7 separate regions of the Mus musculus genome follow, and all the other regions are linked to region 3. A link is a contact called in public Hi-C, HiChIP or PLAC-seq and promoter capture Hi-C data. All regions are on one chromosome and are shown on one strand. The core of a region is the stretch at or near the end of the contact, and the rest is flanking DNA. Distances in the headings are between cores, read along the strand shown. Region 1 overlaps Gm39602 (a long non-coding RNA gene). Region 2 has its middle 94 kb from the start of Gm12022. Region 3 holds the start of Meis1 (Meis homeobox 1). Region 4 has its middle 140 kb from the start of Gm12022. Region 5 has its middle 23 kb from the start of Gm39601. Region 6 overlaps Gm12022 (predicted gene 12022). Region 7 has its middle 47 kb from the start of Gm12022.

Region 1 (2,787 bases), core at 153-2,652, 720 kb before region 3:
CTGGCCCCTTATGGCAAAATACTGACTCAGAGGTGTTTAGGAGTGAACAGATAGCCCTCCCAGCCCTCCTGTCTTTCTGAAGGAATCTGTCCCAAGCCCTAGGTCTGCAGGCTTTTTCCTCCTCTCAGAAGTAGTTCAATTTCTCTCTTCAGAAGCCCTTCATCTCCCAGAACAGCTTTCATTACAGCAACATAAATAAAAAGTGACATAAAATTATATAGCCTTGTGTAAAGTAGTTTAAGGAAAATGTCTTTTACGGCAGCTTTTATGATTTCACCAATTAGTTATTAGACTTTCTCCATTTTTAATTTGCCATCCTCCAAGTGCATTTTCAACGTTTCTCCCCTCTCTCCTCTGAGTAGTGGTGTGAGGGCTGACGGGCCCCAGTGTAGGCTGGCTTTCTTGATGCATAGAGGCATTCCATTACAGCATGTTGCTAGATGCGGACAAAGCAAGGCCTGGGGGAGGGAAGCTGGTGCCCAGTTACTTTTAAGTGAAGAGTGTTGGTCTTGTGGCAAGCACTGCCCTGGGCCACCACTAAAGGTAGTAGCAGATAGACCACAGGGTCGCACGGCAGTGGCTGGACCTTAAGCTGATAAATCCTGAGTTTTTAGTGACTTTCCAAACATTCCCAGGAAGTGTGAATTGCAGAGATTTACTCCTGCCAAAATTTAATCGTGCAGAAAAAGTAAAATTTAGATCAGCGTATAGATTATTTTTAATGCGATTGCTCGACAGAAAAGGGCGAGGAAGGCAGAGTGGAGTCCTTAGAACGGGCGAGTCTAGACCATTGCAATTTGATTCATTTAGGGGAATTGTGTTCGGTTTGAGGCTTTGGCTTGGGCGAGGCTGTTCCTTCTGGGAGTGCATGATGTCATTGTGTCAAGCATGTCACAGCCAAGGCATTCTGGTATTTATGTTGGCCTCAGATCTAGCTCAGAGGACATGGCAGCCTCAATTTATTGCTACTTTAACTTTGTTTAGTCATGGAGAGGTTTTATTTATGTTGGTAAATTTCAAACAGTGGCCAACAGTGACCACACAATGAAAGGGCCTGCAAGATCCATCATCGGTAAATCACCTTGTTGCTGAGTTTCTTTAATTAAGGAAAAACTCTGTGTGTTGATCCCTGTGGTTGCTGGAAGGAACGTGGGGCGGGGAATTGCTTTGATTAATCCATCTATCAGCCTTGGAGGGTGAGTCTCCTGTTTCTGATTGTAGCTGGGCAAAGACCTAAATAAAAATTTATCTTGTCAAAACCTATGGTCTAACTGAAAGCAAATAAAAAAGTTTTATGACAGCCACATAAAGTTAAATAAATAGCTGGGAGGTGCACCGTGTCCTGCGGATGCTTCTCAGCAAAGCATGTGGCTGTTTCTGAGGGTGAGCTCAGCGAACTGAGAAATCACCTTTAATGGTCCCCTCGGTACTGTAACCAGCAACTGCTCTCTTTGTCTAACGTTCTAGGCTTTAGTCCCTGATTAAAACCAAAGGCTCGGCCTTGACACTGGGTGCTGTTTGAGCTACTCAGGGTAGAAGGCACAGTGTGTGCTATTCCAAGAAAAAATGAAATAACCAAGTTCTAGAGGAACTTTATATACACAGTGTCCTTAGATCACTTTCACCCTCAAGACCTCCCCCCATCTTTCAAGTGTGCTTATAAAGGGAGAAAACCTTGTCTTTTGCAACTGTGTGGGACCTTTTTTATTGATCTCTGGAAGGTGGTAGTTTTCACAGTGTGGGGGAGGGGAGCAGCAGTGAACTTTTTTTTTTTTTTTAAATGAAATCAGAGACTGGGACTTCGCCTCTGGTTGGACTCAACTCTCAGATATAGTTTTCCCTGTTCTGTAATAGTCTGGAAGAATATGCTGGGACAGAGGGCCTTTCCCACCAAGTATAGACTTCTCTCTCAGCATGGGATCACAGTGGAATACATTTTATTGCTAGTTAAAAAATATTTTTGAGTCAAATGAAAGACAGCAGTTGATGCTGAAGAAGGCTGCTCTTGATACAAGCATGGACTTAGGGTGAGTTGCTTTCCTTTTTAGGTTATGGAGAGGCTGTTCTCCTGGTCACGCTGTAGGAGCCTCTAACAGTGAAGGGCGATCTCTTGGCCCTGGATGTATTTGGCAACCAGTCCCTGTCTGTTTGATAGAATTACACCATAAGCGTGGGCTCGAGGAGTCAGATATGTTGAAGGGCTTGGAGTTGTAGGCACCCGTGTAGACAGTGCCTGTGTTGACAGAGTGAGGCTACGTGTGGATGTCAGCTGACAAATACACTGGCTGTTGCTTTCTTGTTACTGCGTCCTGCCTTTATTAAGGGAGTATGGCTACTGAGTAAGTGACTCAGGCCAGTAGGCATGGTGGTGATGTGTAACTGGGAAGTCTGCTCTATCAGAGTCTAGTTAGGAGATCGTGGAAAAGCGTGATAGGGGTGGGAGTGAGGGTGTGGGTGGGGCACTCTCACTTAACTAACTGGGTCAGTGTCCCTGAGCTGGAGGCTTGAGTTCCTTTAGAGGCAGGTACAGGGCAACACAAAGACCTGCCTTGTCCGGAGGAGGATTCTCAACTTTTTAAAGATTTATTTTATTAAAAAAAGTGTTTGTGTGTGGTGTGGTGTGTGTGTGTGTGTGTGTGTGTGTGTCTGTAGGTACTTGAGGAGGCTAGGAGAAGGCATTGGATCCCCTAGAGCTAGATTACTGGTGGTTGTGAGTCATCCTACATGGGTGCTGGGTGTTATAGTTATAAAACGATAAAGAACTCTAAAATGTTCTATGGGAGTGTG
Region 2 (2,809 bases), core at 49-2,548, 620 kb after region 3:
GATTGTGATTTTTTTTTAAAGGAAAAGGAAGGATATAGCAGGAGATGATATCAATCAGCTGGTCTCCGGTTCTTAGCTCTACACGAATAGAACCATGGATAGACAGTAACTCTCCAAGTGAAGGTATCTGACGTCATTACGTTCCCTCAGTGCTTACCAGCAATGAGCCGGGCTGTAGGTGGGAGGAATCAGCCATAGTTGCCACCTAATGATACAATTCAAGCACGAGACGCAGATGCTTGTGACGATCAGGGCCTCGGGTGTTAGAGTCTCCATGTCATCTTATAGCAGACACTCCTGGACCTTGTCAATGCTCAATGTTAAATCTCTCCACCTGGAGTCAAAGAACTTTGTCCCTGAAGACTTAACATCTCTCTGGACCTCTTCTGTCTACCTTCCCTTATGCCCCTTTATCAGCTTCCAGCTTTCTTGTCTTTGCTTCTTTATTTCCATTTTCCTTCTTTCTGCCCTCATAGCAATCCAACTGTTTGGCATCTTGTTCAATTGTTAGTGGCAGGAAGACTCGTGGTACCTTCTCCTGTCAGGACAGCATTTGGCAGCAGAGGCACACAGAGAAGTATTCAGGAATTTGGATCAAGAGCCTGGCACTAGCTGCTGAGATCGCCTTGAAACATTCCAGAACTTCTCCATCAAGCTGGGATCATAGCTGTTTAGAGCTAAAACCAGGACCCAGGACCCAGGACCCAGGACCCAGGACCCAGGACCCAGGACCCAGGACCCAGGACCCAGGACCCAGGACCCAGGACCCAGGACCAAAGAAAGCACATCAGTCCAGCATGGAAATCTGACTCTGGACAGCATTGGGTTTGGCTGGAGCCCTGCGAAAATCAGGCAGTATCCACTCCCCTGGTGCCCACAGTGTCTGCAGCTATTAGATCAGCAGATGATGTGCCATATTTGGGATCGACAGCCCCCATAGATGCCAAGCCTGGGGCAGGGATTTCTAGGCCACCAGGTTACTTCTAGCATTTGCTACTCCTGCCATTTCTGTTTCCAGCTCAGTCCATATTACTGAACAAAGGCAAGGAAATACCTTTGCAAAGAAGTCTTCATCGGACCTGCTATTGAAATGGCAGGCCAGTGAGCTAGGGGCATTTCTACTGCTTCTAACAGCAGCTTACATAGTTCTCAAACGGGGTGTATGGATCCATCACAATTTGCTTGGTGAAGAGCAAGCATTCTTTTTCGATAATCATAGTCACTAATGGTTGTGCCTTGGTCACAGGTCATAACATTTCCTCCATGAGGGAAGGGTCGCCCCCTCTGGTCAAGATGGAAATATTCACCCAGGCTTCTGGCTGGGGCAGCACCTTCAAGCCAGAGCAATCAGTTGTAGTTTTTGCATGCCTGTCTCAAAGCAATTGCTAACTGTTCAAGGTGTTTGGTGCGGCATTAGATTTGTCTGGCTGGCTCTTAGACACAGCCCTTTAGCATAAGGCATTCCAGAAGCAAGAGAATTCAATAGATGCTAGATAGGGAGTCAAATTTCTCTGCCCCTGGTATCTTGGCTTATTTACTGAGAAACAAACAGCAGGAGTGTTTATGACATGAATTCAGAGATCATATCAACACTAACCATGATTTTAACAGTATTTTATATACTGGCCCAGTATATACCTGGGAAGAGAGGAATTCCAGTGGTCCCTCTCAGAAGGAGGTAAGAAAACAAACAGGGAAAGCCAGAGCAAAGGCAGGCAGGAAGAAGAAAGTGAGAAAGAAATAATGAAGGAATACAAAATGTTTGTTAGTTTTGCTGAGAAAGCATTAATTCGTGTAATCAATATTTTTATACACTGAGTCTTATAATTATCTGAATCAACTCTCTTCTTTCCGTTTCTTTTCTGTTACGTCAGGACAGAAGTGTCCCTGTTTTTTCCTCCTAGTCAGTTGTTCCAAATCTCTCAGGGTTTGTAGGAAGTCCCAACTTTTGGTCCAGGGTCTCCATAATTCTTCTCTAAGGAGAGCCATATGTACTTCCAAAGAAACCATCTCAACTGTGTGATTTGGTGGCCACGGGCAGCCCTTTGTACCCTCTCTTTTCTAATGCATTTTCTCACGAGTTTGGCATGTTGCTGGTTAAAATTCATTCTTTTCCAGCTTACTATCCACTTAGCTCCTCTCCTCTGAACTTTCATCACTCATTATTAACAGTGAATGACAAAGTGCGTGAAGCAAGTTCAGCCCTATCTGTTCCTGGCATGAAAGTGATGTCTTGGAGTATTAGCGGGATGCAGCTCTATCTCACATAAAATGATGCTTGGGCCCACAACAAAGGTGCCATCTCCCGGTGTCTAATAGGATCACCCACTTCAAATGTGGAACTTCCTTCTTTGAAATATTTGTTGGGATTGCATAAACCTATGAAGATTCTCAAGCTCAAACAAAACCTTCTGGGCTTCAGCGTGAGCCCTGACTCTAAAGAGCTTTCTGTTCTATAAACCGGTTAGTGGATCTGAGTCCCAAGCTCAGGGAGGCTGCGGAAATATGGGGGTGTCAGAAATGAAGAGCAGGACTCCTACTTTTCTTTCTGATATAAAAATAAAAGTTCCATGGCTTTGGCTGCATAAAATGAATCTTATTAAGCACCTTTAAGCACAATTCTTTCAGTAAGACCTAATTTCAGACTGATTAACACTTTAATATGAAATAGAAGCCCATCATTTCATTAGAAAAAAGATAAGGCCGTCATGTATTGCCTCTCTTTTGTAAGAAGAGACCGAAAGGAAGAGAGAAAGAAAAAAGAGAGAAAGAAAGAAAGAAAGAAAGAAAGAAAGAAAGAAAGAAAGAA
Region 3 (2,910 bases), core at 307-2,806:
AGATTTGGGTGAGCTCATTTTCCAGTCGACCGCAGGGGGAGTTTTCTGCGAGGTTTCAGCTGGGGGGTGAGGGGAATCCTCTCCGAGCCCAGCGAGCTGAGAGCCCTGCCTGGGATGTGAGGTTTCCAGCTGCTCCGAGAGCTACTGTGACTGAGCAATCTAAGCCACGAGAGCCGGGCGCAGAAACATAAAGAGTAAAATAACCCCCACTAGATAGAGTAGCTGAAGAGTGAGAATAAAAAGACTCAAAAAACAATTTTAAGTCCAGGGTGTGGTATTTCAAGAGAGAAAGTTAAAAACCACTGGCTGGTTGGAGACTTTAAGTTGTGGGCAGGGTCAGCTTTTGTCTGAAATCTCAGCTTCCGAAGTGGATTTCTTTTTCTCTGGAACTGGGAGCTTTCACGGGGCTGGGTTCGGAGATAGACAAATTGAGAGATGGAGGTCTGGGAGGCCGGCTCCGGGCGTCGCCGCTGAAAGAGCTGGGGGTGGGGGGTGGGAGGGAGCGCAGCGTCTCCAGGCCCGAGCAAGGCCGAGGCTGGAGCCCCTCGGCGTCGCCCAGACAAAGGCAGCCCCAGCCGCAGCGCAGCGGAGCTCTGCAGCTTCGCCGCGCCCCGGGCGCACGGCTAAACTTGCCGGTAGCGCAATCGAGAAAGAGCCTCGGGTCCCGGGGCTCCCAGGCCCCGGCCGCCCGCAAGGTCTGGCTGCTTGGTGCCCGCGTTGAGTTTCGTTCTCCAGCGGTCATAAATAGCTCGGTGTTTGTAAACAAGCGCTGGGGGCACATTCCCGGCGCTCGGCTCATTGTTCCCTCCCTTCCTCCCTCACTTCGCGCGGCGGCTGGGGCTGAGGGCTGCAAGAGAGGAGGTGGGGACGTCCGGACTCAAAGTGACAAAATGCAAGCATTTCCTTTCCTCCGGCCCTACGTCCACTTCTGACAGCGGGGGGAGAAAAAAAAATAAAGAAAGAAAGAAAAAACCCAAACCAAAAGAAAAAAAAGAAAAGAAAAGAAAACCTCTAAGCTGAGTCTGCAGAACGCCCGGGCGACCGCTACCCCACGTTCTCAGGACTCTCGAGCGGAACCTTTTCCAGTCCAGTTCCAGCTCCTCTTCTTGCTCTGGCTTTGACTTTTCTCCTCCGGGAGTCTAGCAGAGAATCCAGTACTTTTGGCATCACCCCCACCCCGAAAAATACTGGCAGACCCCAATAATTTCGAGGAAAGTCTTGAAGTCTTTCATGAGCGGAGCCCTGAGCGAATTAACTCCGGCATCTGCCTGCCCTACGTTTATTCCCGATTTATTTCAAGCGTCCGCTTTGGGAAGAGAGGCTGGAAGGGGACGTAAAGCCGGCGGGTTGGGAGCTGCAGCCTGTATTTGTGTGCATGTGCCCTGGGTGTGTGGTGTTAGTGCCTGGGCGTGCGAATTTGTGGAGTGTCTTTCTGCCTCTCCAGTGCGGCCAGAGCTCGCTTCGCGCACCCACCCCTGCCGAGGAGCCTACTTGCTGCAGCCCAATGCATTGTGTAAGACGCGACCTGTTATGGCCACCACTACTTCCGGGTTCTAGCATTCTGGTCGGAATCCACCTCTCCGCCTGTGCAACACACACTTTACACACGCACGGCGACTGCAAGCGGGCAGCATCGATCGTGGCTCCTTTAAGACAAACTCAGACAGACATTTTTTTAACCCTCCTCTCTAATCTCCCTTCAGTGCAGCAGTTGCAAAGAGGGAGAGAGAAAGAGAAAGAGAGCGAGAGAAGAGAGAAACTGATTAGGAATTAGGACTGATTCAAGGAAAGCGGGCGCTAGGGCTTTGTGCATTTGAATATTAACATTTGAGGTGTTCTGACCAGAAGAAGACAGAACGGACGATCATTCATTCACCACGTTGACAACCTCGCCTGTGATTGACAGCTGGAGTGGCAGAAAGCCATGAGATTTGGTAGTTGGGTCTGAGGGGCGCTCTTTTTTTTTTTTCTTTTTCTTTTCTTTTCTTTCTTTTTTTTTAAACTGATTTTTTTGGGGGGGAGAGAAGATCTGCTTTTTTTTTCCCCTCCCACTGCTGTCTTGGTGGAACCAGAGCGCTTTTATGCTCAGCGACGCGGGCGCCTTGCTTCAGGTCCGGTAGACCGAAGATCTGGGACCAGTAATTCACACTGCTGGAGACGCAAAGGGATTTTTTTTTGTTATTGTTGTGCTTTATTTTTTTTTCCGGGGGAGTTTGCATATTTGTTTCTTTTCACACTGGCCTTAAAGAGGATATATTAGAAGTTGAAGTAGGAAGGGAGCCAGAGAGGCCGATGGCGCAAAGGGTACGTATTAAAAGCAATTGTGGAAGTCAAATGTGAGATTAAATTGAAACGTGGCTGAAAGACACTGCTACTAAGTTTCCTCTTTTCTTTCTCTCTTTTTGAATGAGGATCCTAAAGCCGCGGCCTAAATCGACAGTTTTACTTAATGCGTTTGCAGCCTTATGCATGTTTCTTGTGGTTAATTCAAGTGATCAAGTTGTCTATAGATTCCTAGCCAACAGCTATATAAATAAAAATACAAGCTCAAGGAATCACCTGTTTTAAAAGATAAAAAAGACAAGGGGGAAGATGCTTCATATCCAGTGCTGTAATTTAAGCATTTAGGGACCAAAAGTTTAAAGCTATGTTTAATGAAAATGAACAGCTGAGAACTTTTGCCTCATTATCGATTATATTCATCTTCAGTATCAGTAGAAATGGGGAGCATTTTCCGCTAAGTAATGTCCTGGTGCAGTGAATTTTTGGTTGGAAAAACATTCCTTTTATAAAAGTAATTTTAATTTGCATGGGATTTTATGCAAGATAATAAGTTTGTAGATTTTTTCCTTAGCTAAGTTCTGTACTAGTTAGATACTAAATACAGAGCTCTCACTTTTAAAATGCAAT
Region 4 (3,177 bases), core at 193-2,692, 660 kb after region 3:
GGCCTTAGAATTCCCAAGATGACATTGATGCTCTTAGTACTATTTCAAACTGCTTAGTGCTATAGGAGAGTGAACTTGTCTGCTACAAAAACCAAGTTCAATTAATCATAATTGAGAAACACATTGTGATGACCACAGGATGTTCTAAAGAACAAGTCTTGGAACCTTGTGATGGGATTGCAAGTCTCTTTTCAAGTCGGTCACTGTTTTTTTGACCCTTCAAATGCATGAAAGCTAATAGAGTGCTATGTAGTATCAACATGCAAATCCAGAGGACGAAGCACACAAACACTACAGCCACTGAGAGGAAATACACATTTACAATTACACTAATTCTCAAAATATTGAAATCTCATATAGCCAGTAAAAAGAACTTAGTCTATCTTATGTTCTCTTAGTGCTAAATGTATACAAAGATATCTGTGCTTTGTTAAATTGTTGACCTCAAAATAGAATGCTTCGATTATGTTTTAAGAAGAGAATAAGGTGAGACACTCTGCTCTACAGCAGATCAATGTGGGCAATAACTATTTTTCTTCCTGGTTGAAAAATTGGACTGCCGATTGTGTTTGCGATCTGATGAAAACAGCTGAAGAAGCTGCGACGCTTAGTCAGATACCTTTAAGGAGGAGACATAGTTTGATTGTGGGTAAGGTCAGGACATTTATTTAGAATGAGTCCATCTTACTTACAATGTTTAAAGAAAAGATTTTGACGTGGGATCTCAAGTTGGATGCCCCCATTTTGTGTGGCATCTTATCAAATTTATTCCCTCAGTTTCATGAGAGAGTCTAACTAGGTTTGTCCCTGACTTCTCAAGGAGTTGGTATAAAATTTTCATGGTCTGTCTAAATATTCCCTTAATTAAGCATCCAAGGAATTTTTAATACAAATGTAATAGATTTGTTTTCTCACAAGCTACTATTTAAACAGCCATTTGTGATAAATATTTATAAGTGTTTATAAATAAAATATTAATTGCCTAAAATGGCATTTTAATGTGGCACTCGCTACCAGTGAAATGCCGCAAGTGTGACGCTACCTCATGAAAAGTTCTGGAACATCTGGCCCTACACCAGCACCACCGTGGAGGCTTCTGGGACAAGAATAGCTGTGGCATCTTCTCAGAGCTTCTTTTGGACAGAGGTACCTCTGTTCCAGATGTTAGGATTCTTAGAAGTGCCACACCTCCAAGAACATAGCCATCCACTTCCTTTTCCTAGATTGAACAGAGGACACCCAGGTTCTTCCTTGTACTTTCAGGGGAGAGGACTCCACCTTTCTGTCGTTGTTGCTTTCTCTCTGGCCTCGGGATGTGAGACTTTTCAGAAAGGGAAGCACAGAGACTTGACTGTGATCCAAGCTCTCATTGCTGGTTCAACTTGTTCTATGCCAAGGCCAAATTAGATTACAGAACACTAGATAAGGAGACAGGAAGAAAGCACTCTAAACAGACTCTCTTAAGCTTTGTTCTGGATAAAAAAGAAAGAATGAGTCACCGCCAGTCTGTTAGCTCTTCTGGGATTGAATATCTGTCTACCTGCCCAAAAGCAAACCAAGCCTCCATGGGCCTCAACATCTCCATCTGTGAGCCATGAAAATAAATGTGTGTCATTTACATATTTTAGGGACACTAATGAGAGCAACAGTTTGTTTTTATTTATTCATTAATTGAGGCAATTTATAAACTTACACCATCTGCTACAAAAATTCAATTAAATAATTGTTATATCCCAGTGTTACAAGTAGTATAACAGTTTATAGAAACATGAATCTGGTAGAGGTAGCCAGGTGTGTGGGGAGTGAGGAAGGGTGCTTTTCTTGAAAGGGTGTGCCACACTTTCATGCTGCACACATATTTAAGCAAATTTGAATGTCATGGCTCTTCCATGCTGTTTAAGGGGAGATGCGTTTAGTGAGCAGTAGCAGATTTTGACTATTGACTTTGTCTTACTTTGTGCAATCAGTAGTGCATCAGATTTTGTAACATTTCTCAACTTTAGTTTCCACATTTATAAAACAGAGCTGATTTGCTGCCGATGCTGAGAAGAAGGTTGGCAGTTTTCCATCTACTTATATCTTTGCGACTTAAGATTTCTGTGTTTATGGAATTTAACTTAATTTCTCAAAATGCCATAGAAAGGACAGATTGAATGCAGGCAGATGGTGGAAATGACAGCTTGACCTTGAAGACGAGGCTCAGAAGAAGCAAGGCTCAAAGGTGCTGTCATGTCACCAGCACTTGGGACAGAGATCTAAGGACATGCTTTTCTTGAACTTCCAAATAACATTGTTTTGACAACATATTTCCAGTGTGTTTTATAAGCAAATCCTTTTCCAAAATGATTTCAGCTCAGAAATTTGCTCCTTTGACATTTCTAAATGGCTATTTTATCCTTGAACCATCTCTGCATCTCTGAAAAAGACCTCTGAAAAAACAAACAAAAACAAAACAAAACAAAAAATAAAGCCTAAAACCTCTCTTTATTGTACATGAAAGGTTTCTCTCTTCCACTCTAAGCAAGGATGCACTCGTTGTCAGGGCTGCAGGTCAGTTGGCAGTCTGCGTCATTGAGAAGGACGCTGTGGAAAGGTGGGAACGCTCTGTGTTGATTTAAAGTCCGTGGAGATGTGGGTGAGAACGCTGGCATTTGAGTATGTGAAAATGTTTCTGGCTGATGCTAAACCTTATTATTTACAATTCATTACTTATGAGTCAAGTCCCAGTATTCATTGTGCACTTTGCAATTGCATTGTATAAGTTTCATAAAAGAAGGCAATAAACATACAGCTACCTGTTGCACAGTCCCCAGAAGCCAATCCTCTGTGTAGTGCTCTATGAAATTCTATTTTGATTAGGTTGTTACATCTGGGACAGAACTGCAAATAGTGTTTGGCAATGGAAAAATGTGGGCCTGTATAATTCTAAGATTAAAGTCTGTCCAATAATACAAGCATGCCACCTGGGACGAGTCCTATATTTATAGCAGAAAGGCCACAGAGTAAGTATTCATCACTCAGGTTCAAGAGAGGTATTGCCAATTACTTTGGGGCCTTTTGTGATAACACTAGATGGACTATGAGGAAAAAAAACATATTTGATCTATTTCCTGCTCAAGTGGATAGAGAATGAGTAAATACGATAAAAGTAACCCCATCTGGATGGATGGGGGTGAT
Region 5 (2,904 bases), core at 303-2,802, 620 kb before region 3:
TGGTAGTTATGTTCTATAAAGTCAGTGAGCATGTTGTAGTAGTAGACACAGCTGTTTCCTCTGTGGGAACTTCAAGGGCAGGTTTATGTGACCCTGTGACCTATGGTCATGATTTCCTCAACTGATGAATCCAGAAGTTTAAGTGTTTACAGTTATTGGTTGACTGGCTGACCAAGTGAGTGAGTGAGTGTGTGAGTGTGTGTGTGTGTCTGTATGTGTGTGAGTTACAGTGCATGTGTGGAGGTCAGAGGACATCTTGAAGGAGTCAGTTTTCTCTTCCACCATGTGTAGTCCAGGGATTAAACTTAGGTCATCAGGCTTGGTGGCCAGTGCCTTTAACTGCTGAGCATCTCACTGGGCCCCATAATTGTATTTTATGTGTGTTTCTGTTTGAAGGCATCTCCTTTAGTAAATATTTATGGTGAACTACTATGAGCTGCATAATCAAGAGACACAACCTGCTGGATGCAGCTGGGTGCTTACCTGCATGGAGTATACCATAGCTGCCTGAAACATGGGACATCAGATAAGCTGAGCCCTCAGCAGCCATTTTAGTTTGTTTACTTATCTTTCATTGTTCATTAAATTTGTCTTTAACTAGTACATAAAACATGAAAATTATATATTAGTGGGGCATTGTTTTAACATATATACATATATATGTACACATACACACATCATACATACATACATACATATGTGTGTGTGATATGAAGTCATGTTAAAATATTTACTCAAACATTTATCAATTCTTCATTGTGGAAACTTTCAAAACCCTTTTGGCTTTGTAAAATGTATACTGAACTACTCTTCTCTATAACCGTGCTCCAGTGTAAGGGGGAATCAGGATAGCTTCCTCCTGTGCAACTCAGCAGTTACTGATCCAGGGTTACTGATCCCATGTTCCAGGGTCAATTTTATACAGCAAAACCACTAACAAAAAAGTAAAAATACAAAACAACTGGTCGTAAGTAGGCATCAAGAAGGATGCTTGTTTATAGCAATCCAGCTGAAGCAATGCAGAGTTTTGCCTTGTGCCAGCTCAGTAGTGGAGTGTGAGCACTGAGCAAGCTCAGTGCCTTGCAGCTCTGCCCATGGCTGTGAGCAGCTTCAACAGGACTGTCTGGGATTATAAATAAACTTGGGTGAGCCTACAGGTTCCGAATTACGGTCTCCACAAATGAGACTGGGCTGCAATTTGATAATTGGTGTTGAAAAGCAAACTTAGGGTTTGGAGAGAGATTGAAATTTTCAACAGGCTTTCTGGGCTCTTAATACTTGTTTAACTGCGAATCCCACAGAAAATTTCTCCAGGATCGAGTGGGAAAGAAGTGGAAGGAAGGAGCTGTGGTACTCATGGACAGAAGCAGAAAAGGGAAGGGCTGTGTGAAGCCCCAGGAATCTAGAAGCAAAGATCTCCGCGGCCAGGGGAAGGGAGGACAAAATGGGGCTGGGTAAGATGAAATGAGCAGGCAGCAGGGTGAGGCCACAAGGAACGCAGTGTGGCCTGGGAACGCGGCAACAGCACGCTGACTCAGACGCTTTTGGCCCAGGACTGCTACTGCTCTGCCTTGCTCTGAGCCCTGTAGTAGTCTCTTGAACCTTCTACCCTGTAGTATCCCTGTGGCCTGACCTGGAAGGTGCAGGGCTCTGGCTCTGGTCTTCTAGCCACATGAGAGATTTCTTGGGCAGAAGCCCTGTGCTATGGACTTCCTTGCAGATGATTTAAGCAAGGACACAGCCCTGCTTTTCGCTTACAGGGAGAAAATTGAAGCTAGAGATCTGATCCTTTAAGAGGCCTTTGAACTTGTAAACCCAGACACATATGTGTCAAGAATGGAAACTGGCAAAGACTGTACCCCATAGTTTGAACTTAATTGCTTTTGGTATGCACTTGAAAAAGATAAAATACCCTAAGACATTTAACTTTAGAAACTCTCTCTGTTATACTGCACAGTAAGTAATTTTCACAAGGATTTGGCTGAGATAGATATTCAGGATCGACACGCAGGAATGGTTTCAATATGTGGTGGGCCAAGAAAAACAAAGTCACTGTGACCCACACTTTGCAGATCTAAGAGGGACAGAGGAGCAAGTAGCGATAATTAATTCCAGTTTTGGAGAAATACTGTAACTCTACAGCCACACGCCTCTGTCTTCACCCTGTTCTGTGTTTCTTGGGGGAAGGGATATAGAGTCTCAACCCAGGGCATATAGTATAGGAGATGGTTGTATAGTGAGGGCCTGCTAGCTGCCAAGTGAGGGCAGAGCTTTGTGTGGTCTGCAATGTAGGAACGACAGAATGAGCTGCTCCATTTGGAAGAATGCTCCGCAGTGATCTTCAGCGAGGAAGCCTGGTGGTCGCTCCGCTGGCTGTGGGGCTGTAGACAAGTAAAGGTGATGCTGCTGCCCAGGTACTTTGACCCCTGTGGTAGTTTGAATGCAAATAACCCCCACAGGCTCATGTGCGAATGCTTGGCCCCCAGTTAGCATTTTGATAGCTAAGTATCAAGAGTGTGGCCTTGTTGGAGGAGATATGTCACCGTGGGTGGGTTTGAGAAATCAATAGCCCATTCCATTCTCTCTGCCTCTTGGTTTCTTCTCAAGAGATAAGCTCTTAGCTACTGCTCCAGCATCATGCCTGCCTGTGGCCATGTCCTCCATCATGATAGTCATGGACTCACTCTCTGAAATTGTAAGCTCCTGCCTTAGTTATTGTTCTATGGCTGTGAAGAGACACTGTGACCAAGACAGCTTATAAAAGAAACTGGGAGCTTGCTTATAGTTTCAGAAGGTTAGTCCATGATCATCTGGAGGGGCATATGCAGACAGGCAGGCAAGAGGCAGGCGGGCAGGCATGACACTGGAGTAGTAGCTGAGAGCTTACATCTGAGCTATGAACCC
Region 6 (3,114 bases), core at 592-3,091, 530 kb after region 3:
TATTGCTTTTGTATTGTTTAAATATTTCAGAATATCACTGAAAAGTATTTGTCCCTTACAGGTGGTTTTTCTAAAGGTACATACAAATATCAATGTTCACCTATTGGAGAACTCTTATGCTTTATTTAGTTGATTTTAAATCAGTCAGCATTGTACTCAACCACACTCTAAGAAATAATCTGCATAAAAGCGCAGGTTCAAAGTATCTTTTAAGTTTTTCTACTGCTAAGCACACACACACACAGAGAAAGAGACAGACAGACAGACAGACAGACAGACAGAGACAAACAGAGACAGAGACAGACACAGAGAAAGAGAGTATGGAGGACAAAATTCAAAGCAAACCTCTTTGGTGTGCCTTTAAATGCACATGTAAATTAGAACTACTCATAACATTATAACCTATGTTCTATCTCTGGACTCTGACTTTGCTTATTTGTCTTAAATCATTCGCCCCTTTCCAAACGAAATGGCCCAGCCCATGTATAAAATTCCAGGATGAAAATATAGAAGCAACAAAACGTTGGTAGTTATTGCTAATGAAAGGAATATAAAGTTTATTTCAGGACTTGCCTTTTCCCCCTAATGATATTGCTCTGCTCCCAGCTCAAAGGAGGTGAGGCAGGTTACACCCTTGGGATGCTTGTTAGGCACGAAAAACAGAGTAGAAGAAGTCTAAGTTTTGAAACCACACTGAAATCGTTGGGCTCTGCTTGCCAGCACTACTCCCCTCCTAGCCGGCTGCTGTAGACTGCTCTTTCCAACTGATCAGAGTTCACAGTTGTCTTTTGTTGCATCTCAGACATCTCCATCCACGGGGATGTGTCTGTGACAGAGTAACCTACAGAACCCCTACCCCTTCAAAACTGTTTCCCATTGCATGCCAGCCAGCTTTATCGAAGGCTGTCATTTTCTTTGTGGTCTACACATTAAAATCACAAAGGTTGCTTTTAAAACATGCCCAAGCCTGAGTCCTAACCATATTGACTCCTAATTTAATTGCTCTGTGGTAGAACTCAGGCAGTGGAATTTTTAAACACTTCATTAAAGGTTTCCTTTGGGCAGCCAGATTGATGGTTTTATTTCTTTCTCCATTGTGACAGTTGTTGAATACCTTAAAAACGACCAGATAGCCCCAATAATTTTTGAGTTCAGGTATGTGTCTTGCATAACACGGAGCTAACCCTCAGCCTAGTTATTTCTGTCATAACCTTTGACTAAACATGAAGAAGAGAGGAGATGGGAGGCTTCCTTTTCCAGGCTCAGCTCTTTGGTGTTGGCAAGGTTCTCCGAGAGAACTGGCTTCCCAGGATGTACATAACGCAATGCAACACGGGCCCTGACATCCATCAAACTGTGTCTTTCCTTTTCTTAGCTCCATGAGGCAAAGAACCGGGTCTGTTGCAAGTTTCTTGGATTCACCTTCCTTTGTTCTTGATGAATGATGAACTCTGAGTTTCCAGTATTTGATTTGTAACAGTGTTTTGTTGTTGTTATTGTTGTTTTGTTTTTAACAAAAGCATATCCCCCTATCACACTTTAGAAAAAAGAAGCTATAAAACAGTGGAGGTCACACACATTTTAACTTTTTTTTTTTAATTTGGTTTGGAATGACTCCTTTTTATTTTTTCTTCTTCCCTAGCAATGTGGTCTGTATCAAGTTTCATATCAAGAAATATGAAGTCGCTGATAGCCTGTTGCTAAGATGAAGTCAGGCCTTCCCACCTCTTCCTCCTTCTGGTTTCCTTCCCTGAAACGTGGGTTCTTGACAGCTTGTTGTTGGGCAGGGCATTAGCCTTTTGTAATTTATTGCTTTTAGATTAAATCTGGGGAAACTCGATATTGCAGTTGAGTGATTAGAGCAATACCCCTTGGAGTAATAAATTTTCTTTGGTGCTGCACATCTCCAGATCATGTTTCCTTTCTAATTACATTTACATAAATGATATTCTGTAAAATTAAATTAACATTCAAACGGTTACCCTGACAGGGAGAGACAAAAATTAGTTACCAAGTTGTGTCTTTAAAAAAAAATGTCTAGTTTTTTTCATAATATGAATCACTACCCTCTTGCAAGTGCCAGCCTTCAACAAAATGCCCCTTCCAGACTGCACGGGGGTGCTTCTCAGCAGCGAATGGAAATGCTTTGTTTCTTTCCTGAAGAATTAGACCATCGGAGACTACAGTGGCTTTTCTGAACTCAGCCGCTAATTAATTGCTAATATTTCTTCAGGCTTCTAGCTTTGAAATTCTGCAGTGATCCTGGACACTCTCAGATTGAATATGAGCATAGCTATGCATGCCGACCCATGTTTTTCTCACCATCCCCTCCTCCAGTGTAGCTGCTTCCTACTTAGGATTCCCTTTAGAAATACTTGAGTTCCTCAAGCAGCAGCATCAGGAACTCAGTGACTGGCTTGTCAAGGGTGAGAGTGCCACCTCTGCTGTGCCTGTATTACCTTAAGACAAATGGCAGGACGGCCTCCACCGTATTTTTAAGTAAAGCCAATCAGTTCCTTTTGTGATTATAATTTTTATATAAAATATGCTTTCATTGACATAAGTCAGATATCCACAGAGAGGCTATCCCAGGAACCTTATCTGTCACATCCCTGAGCAAGTCAGGCTTATTGCCTGTGTTGGTTGACTTGCCTCCACCTGACAGGGATCACTTTAATAAACCAGTGAGCTAGGAAAGAAATGCCTGCAAACCTGTTCATGCAGAGTGGTAGGAGGATAATCAGAGACATATTTCTATGTCCAGACACTTTCTTTTCCATTCAAAAAGCATGGTTCCCAATTACATAGATCTGCTGACACACTCACCACAGGCCCAAACAGGGATCTTTGTGTCCATGTGGAAATGCTTGATGGAACACAGCTGTCAAGAGTCCACTCTCAAAACAACCTGTCAGGAACACTGGTTTCCTCAGATGAGAATAAAAGCCAACATCTCTCTTGAGAGAAGTAGACACAGCATATCCAGGCAAGACTGTTCTTAGCTCAGGGACTTACCCAATATCTCAGATTCTCTTGTCTCTTGAGCAGGCCTTCACTTAGGTTTCAATTATTCATTGATCGTCTCTGTGTTGTACATCTGCAAAGGCAAAAGGA
Region 7 (2,902 bases), core at 73-2,572, 570 kb after region 3:
AGCCTATCTTCTATGTCTGTAGATTCTTGTGGCTGGGGTCAGCATCAGGTTACACTCCAAAAAATGAGTCATTTATCAGGTGGCACAGGTCAGGTCTAACTAAATCCTGACACCTCCCTCTACTTTGTGTAAGGAGGAATGCCCCTAATCAACTCACCCATACACTCACAAAGGAAGAAGACAACACAAGAATACATGCACACACGCATGCACATACATACACAGAGGGAATGAGGAATTTAATTTAGCTGACACATAGAAAAGATGATTTTTTTCTTCCTAAACAAAGTTCATTTGCAAAGATCTAGTCCTGTCTTTTTTTGTACCGTCCATCACATGTCACATTCCATCTAACATTGTTTTTATTCCTAGTCCACACAGAAAGATGTCTTCTTGGCATCTTCTCTAAGCATACCGCTGCTTTCTCAAATCTTGATTCTCTGTCTCCAGTATGTCCCTGAGTCTCTCTCAGATTCCACCCCAGATTTAGTAGATCACTTGCCAGTGAGTGGACCAAGTTCAACACGTGTTAGAAGGAAGAAGAGAATAAACCTAATGCTGAAATGGTCATTGAAGGCATGGCTTTGGGTGGCACCGCCTTCCCTTCCCTTCCCTTCTCTTTAATTTTGTTTTTTTCTTTTCTTTATGCTTCTTCTCTTTTTCTTTCTTTTTTCCTTTCTTCTCTTTCTTTTCTTCCTTTCTTCTCTTCTTCCTTCCTTCCTTCCTTCCTTCCTTCCTTCCTTCCTTCCTTCCTTCCTTCCTTCCTTCCTTTCTTTCTTTCTTTCTTTCTTTCTTTCTTTCTTTCTTTCTTTCTTTCTTTCTTTCTTTCTTCCTTCCTTCCTTCCTTCCTTCCTTCCTTCCTTCCTTCCTTCCTTCCTGTGTTCATAGTGTTAGTAATAAGTCTTGACCAACTAACAACTCTTGAAGAAGGTCTAAACTGGTTGACTTCAGAATCAATTTAAACTCAAGACCTTTAATTCCCAAACTCTCTAGTAGAGAAAATTTTATCTTATATTTTTAAAATTTTATACTCTTATAGACTTTAAAGGGACATCTAGAACACGCAGTTACAAATATTGATCAGAAGAAGTCACAAATTCTTGTTTGATGGGCTTGAGTATGTACAAAGGAAGGAAGGAAAGAACAAAAGAAAAAAGAAAAGAAAGGAAAGGAAAAGAAAAGAAAAGAAAAGAAAAGAAAAGAAAAGAAAAGAAAAGAAAAGGATGAGGCAAGTCACAAATTATATGGTAATACTTACTTTGTGCTAAGCCAGGGCATAATATATTGGGCGATGCCGCAGCTCCCACATGAAGCTGTGTAAATTAATGGGTCCCAGCTTGTACTGCTGTTGTTGAGTCAACATGGTCTGGCTGCCTTCTGTGAGATGGCAAGGAACAGATCAAAGCCTCTGGAGAATGACCCCCTATTTTCCTCAAATTATGTGGTTTTCTGGAAATCTATATCCCCCTCCTTTTAAAATGTTTCTGAGGTATTCTGAGAAGCTGGTGCTTATCGGTTGTGCTTGGGCCTGTCTTATTCCTAACTTGCTTTGCTCTGTTTTCACCACCATCTGAAACAGGACTGGGATGGTACTGGACATCTATCTCTACATTTCCTCCCATGGATGGTCAGCTGTCAGCCTGTCTCCTAGGAACAGTGCTAAGAACGTGACCATCTGAGACAGAAATGCCCAAATTAATATAAATATTACTATTTGGTTAATTCCTTAGGTAATTTGTGGCTGGTTCACGTAACATAGTATTAATCATTTCACTTAACTATAAATACATGGTTTAGTATAGCACTGGACACGTGCATAATTCACACATCTCAATTACCTTTATCTGAATATTAGTTACTAGTATTCATGTAAACAATTACTAATTGTATTAGTTATTACAAAATTGATCATAAGAATTTCAATGAACTTATGTTGCATATTTTTATATCTATATTTTATTGTAGTCAGTATGTATGTCACAATGCTCATTATTTTAAACATTCATAGTCCACAATTCAGTGGTATTAAATACATTTAAGGTTCACATACTAAGCCAGATATGCTTTGAGTTAATATTAATTATTAACATCAATAGTAGCAATAATTATTAGCATTACTATTGAGCAAGTATTTTACTGTGGTCAGTGCATATTCGTTACTTATGCAGGGCATCATACTCATGTTTGACACCCATACATGTAAGCAGTTCAGTGACATGAAATATGTCCCAGTTTTGGGGAGATATTGTTGCCATCAACTCTAAACCCCCTTCATTGTTTTCAATAAAAAAGTGCAACTTAAACAACTTCCATTAATTCTTTCCCTAACAATAATTAATAATAATAATGATAATAATAAATATCAGTATTAGTATATAATAGATACATGTATGGGCTTGAGCACTGTTAAGGCTTTGTACCGATTATGGTGCTTAGGAAATTCTGATACTTGTCTTTGTAGGGGTACATGTTCCTATGCAGCAGATTAGCAAAAGCTTAAAGGGATTGGGAGCTTTTGGCTCAGGTAAGCACTTTTCAAACATGCCGTGTTTGTTAATTTTTTTTACTTAATTTTTAAACAAATGTGATATAAGTGGAGAAACTGAGGGACACATGACCGTGACCCGGGCTTGAAGGGAGAAAGGTTGAGAAATAGGCACCTTGATGTCCAGAAAAAAAAAAAAAAAAAAAAAGGGATGCTTGCTCAGGGAGAAGACCGCAAGGATCCTGGGTCACAGGCGCAAAGGCAGATGACAAGTCATTATCAAGTCCAGTGTGACATCAACCCTCCTGGGGCCTCCCAGGAAGGACCCTCCTATCTGAATGGCTGTGCAAAAGGAGGATTCATTTTAATTGGTTGAGTAGCTCCAGGGAGCCAACAAAAGCAAACAAGCCCCAAGTC

The links. Promoter capture Hi-C pulls out the DNA fragments that hold promoters and counts their contacts. A called contact is a pair of places that touch in the nucleus more often than the background predicts. HiChIP or PLAC-seq counts read pairs in DNA pulled down with a chosen protein or histone mark.
Region 1: a Hi-C map of uterus shows a contact between it and region 3, with 3 times the contacts expected there. The contact joins the enhancer-like site here to the promoter of Meis1 in region 3. A contact is called at or near these places in 14 of 39 promoter capture datasets (cancer-associated fibroblasts, cranial neural crest, embryonic stem cells and 6 more), 6 of 484 Hi-C or Micro-C datasets (nephron progenitors and uterus) and 15 of 115 datasets of contacts at active chromatin or transcription factors (bone marrow-derived macrophages, craniofacial prominence, differentiating embryonic stem cells and 12 more).
Region 2: an H3K4me3 HiChIP or PLAC-seq map of neural tube shows a contact between it and region 3, with 7 times the contacts expected there. The contact joins the enhancer-like site here to the promoter of Meis1 in region 3. A contact is called at or near these places in 6 of 39 promoter capture datasets (the 3T3-L1 cell line, cranial neural crest, embryonic stem cells and 2 more), 1 of 484 Hi-C or Micro-C datasets (adipose-derived mesenchymal stem cells) and 6 of 115 datasets of contacts at active chromatin or transcription factors (acute myeloid leukemia, embryonic hindbrain, neural progenitor cells and 3 more).
Region 4: a contact with region 3 is called in a Hi-C map of the N1E-115 cell line, with 8 times the contacts expected there. The contact joins the enhancer-like site here to the promoter of Meis1 in region 3. A contact is called at or near these places in 4 of 39 promoter capture datasets (the 3T3-L1 cell line, cranial neural crest, embryonic stem cells and 1 more), 2 of 484 Hi-C or Micro-C datasets (the C2C12 cell line and the N1E-115 cell line), 4 of 115 datasets of contacts at active chromatin or transcription factors (bone marrow-derived macrophages, embryonic basal ganglia, embryonic hindbrain and 1 more) and 1 of 9 other capture datasets (embryonic stem cells).
Region 5: a contact with region 3 is called in a Hi-C map of uterus, with 2.9 times the contacts expected there. The contact joins the enhancer-like site here to the promoter of Meis1 in region 3. A contact is called at or near these places in 6 of 39 promoter capture datasets (cranial neural crest, embryonic stem cells, frontonasal cranial neural crest and 3 more), 3 of 484 Hi-C or Micro-C datasets (all in uterus), 11 of 115 datasets of contacts at active chromatin or transcription factors (craniofacial prominence, embryonic forebrain, embryonic hindbrain and 7 more) and 2 of 9 other capture datasets (adipose tissue and embryonic stem cells).
Region 6: a contact with region 3 is called in a Hi-C map of the N1E-115 cell line, with 4 times the contacts expected there. The contact joins the enhancer-like site here to the promoter of Meis1 in region 3. A contact is called at or near these places in 6 of 39 promoter capture datasets (the 3T3-L1 cell line, 3T3-L1-derived adipocytes, embryonic stem cells and 2 more), 10 of 484 Hi-C or Micro-C datasets (3T3-L1-derived adipocytes, the C2C12 cell line, the N1E-115 cell line and 6 more), 6 of 115 datasets of contacts at active chromatin or transcription factors (acute myeloid leukemia, embryonic basal ganglia, embryonic forebrain and 3 more) and 2 of 9 other capture datasets (adipose tissue and embryonic stem cells).
Region 7: a promoter capture Hi-C map of second pharyngeal arch cranial neural crest shows a contact between it and region 3, with 3 times the contacts expected there. The contact joins the enhancer-like site here to the promoter of Meis1 in region 3. A contact is called at or near these places in 4 of 39 promoter capture datasets (the 3T3-L1 cell line, embryonic stem cells, liver and 1 more), 8 of 484 Hi-C or Micro-C datasets (cerebellar granule neurons, cerebellum, cranial neural crest and 1 more), 2 of 115 datasets of contacts at active chromatin or transcription factors (bone marrow-derived macrophages and embryonic hindbrain) and 1 of 9 other capture datasets (embryonic stem cells).

The regions. Positions count from the first base shown.
Region 1 is chr11:19,735,691-19,738,477 of GRCm38.p6, reverse strand. The region is part of intron 1 of Gm39602 (a long non-coding RNA gene); the gene reads left to right. Among named protein-coding and RNA genes, the nearest start is that of Gm39602, 5.6 kb to the left of the region's middle. Within about 2 kb of position 1,402, at least 35 of the 459 cell types and tissues checked have an H3K27ac peak or open chromatin away from gene starts, as enhancers often do. A contact at or near this core is called in nephron progenitors and uterus, where this site is marked.
Region 2 is chr11:18,398,245-18,401,053 of GRCm38.p6, reverse strand. No RefSeq gene overlaps it. Among named protein-coding and RNA genes, the nearest start is that of Gm12022, 94 kb to the left of the region's middle. Within about 2 kb of position 1,298, at least 2 of the 459 cell types and tissues checked have an H3K27ac peak or open chromatin away from gene starts, as enhancers often do. A contact at or near this core is called in neural tube, where this site is marked.
Region 3 is chr11:19,017,615-19,020,524 of GRCm38.p6, reverse strand. Meis1 (Meis homeobox 1) reads left to right here and starts at 1,556. Exons shown (of 12, transcript NM_010789.3): 1 at 1,556-2,304. The coding sequence starts at 2,293. It overlaps Gm16141 (a long non-coding RNA gene), which reads right to left. Exons shown (of 3, transcript XR_381070.4): 3 at 2,195-2,910.
Region 4 is chr11:18,353,271-18,356,447 of GRCm38.p6, reverse strand. No RefSeq gene overlaps it. Among named protein-coding and RNA genes, the nearest start is that of Gm12022, 140 kb to the left of the region's middle. Within about 2 kb of position 1,442, at least 2 of the 459 cell types and tissues checked have an H3K27ac peak or open chromatin away from gene starts, as enhancers often do. A contact at or near this core is called in the N1E-115 cell line, where this site is marked.
Region 5 is chr11:19,640,014-19,642,917 of GRCm38.p6, reverse strand. No RefSeq gene overlaps it. Among named protein-coding and RNA genes, the nearest start is that of Gm39601, 23 kb to the right of the region's middle. Within about 2 kb of position 1,552, at least 41 of the 459 cell types and tissues checked have an H3K27ac peak or open chromatin away from gene starts, as enhancers often do. A contact at or near this core is called in adipose tissue and uterus, where this site is marked.
Region 6 is chr11:18,488,723-18,491,836 of GRCm38.p6, reverse strand. The region is part of intron 1 of Gm12022 (predicted gene 12022); the gene reads left to right. Among named protein-coding and RNA genes, the nearest start is that of Gm12022, 3.0 kb to the left of the region's middle. Within about 2 kb of position 1,841, at least 2 of the 459 cell types and tissues checked have an H3K27ac peak or open chromatin away from gene starts, as enhancers often do. A contact at or near this core is called in the N1E-115 cell line, where this site is marked.
Region 7 is chr11:18,444,806-18,447,707 of GRCm38.p6, reverse strand. No RefSeq gene overlaps it. Among named protein-coding and RNA genes, the nearest start is that of Gm12022, 47 kb to the left of the region's middle. Within about 2 kb of position 1,322, at least 3 of the 459 cell types and tissues checked have an H3K27ac peak or open chromatin away from gene starts, as enhancers often do. A contact at or near this core is called in second pharyngeal arch cranial neural crest, where this site is marked.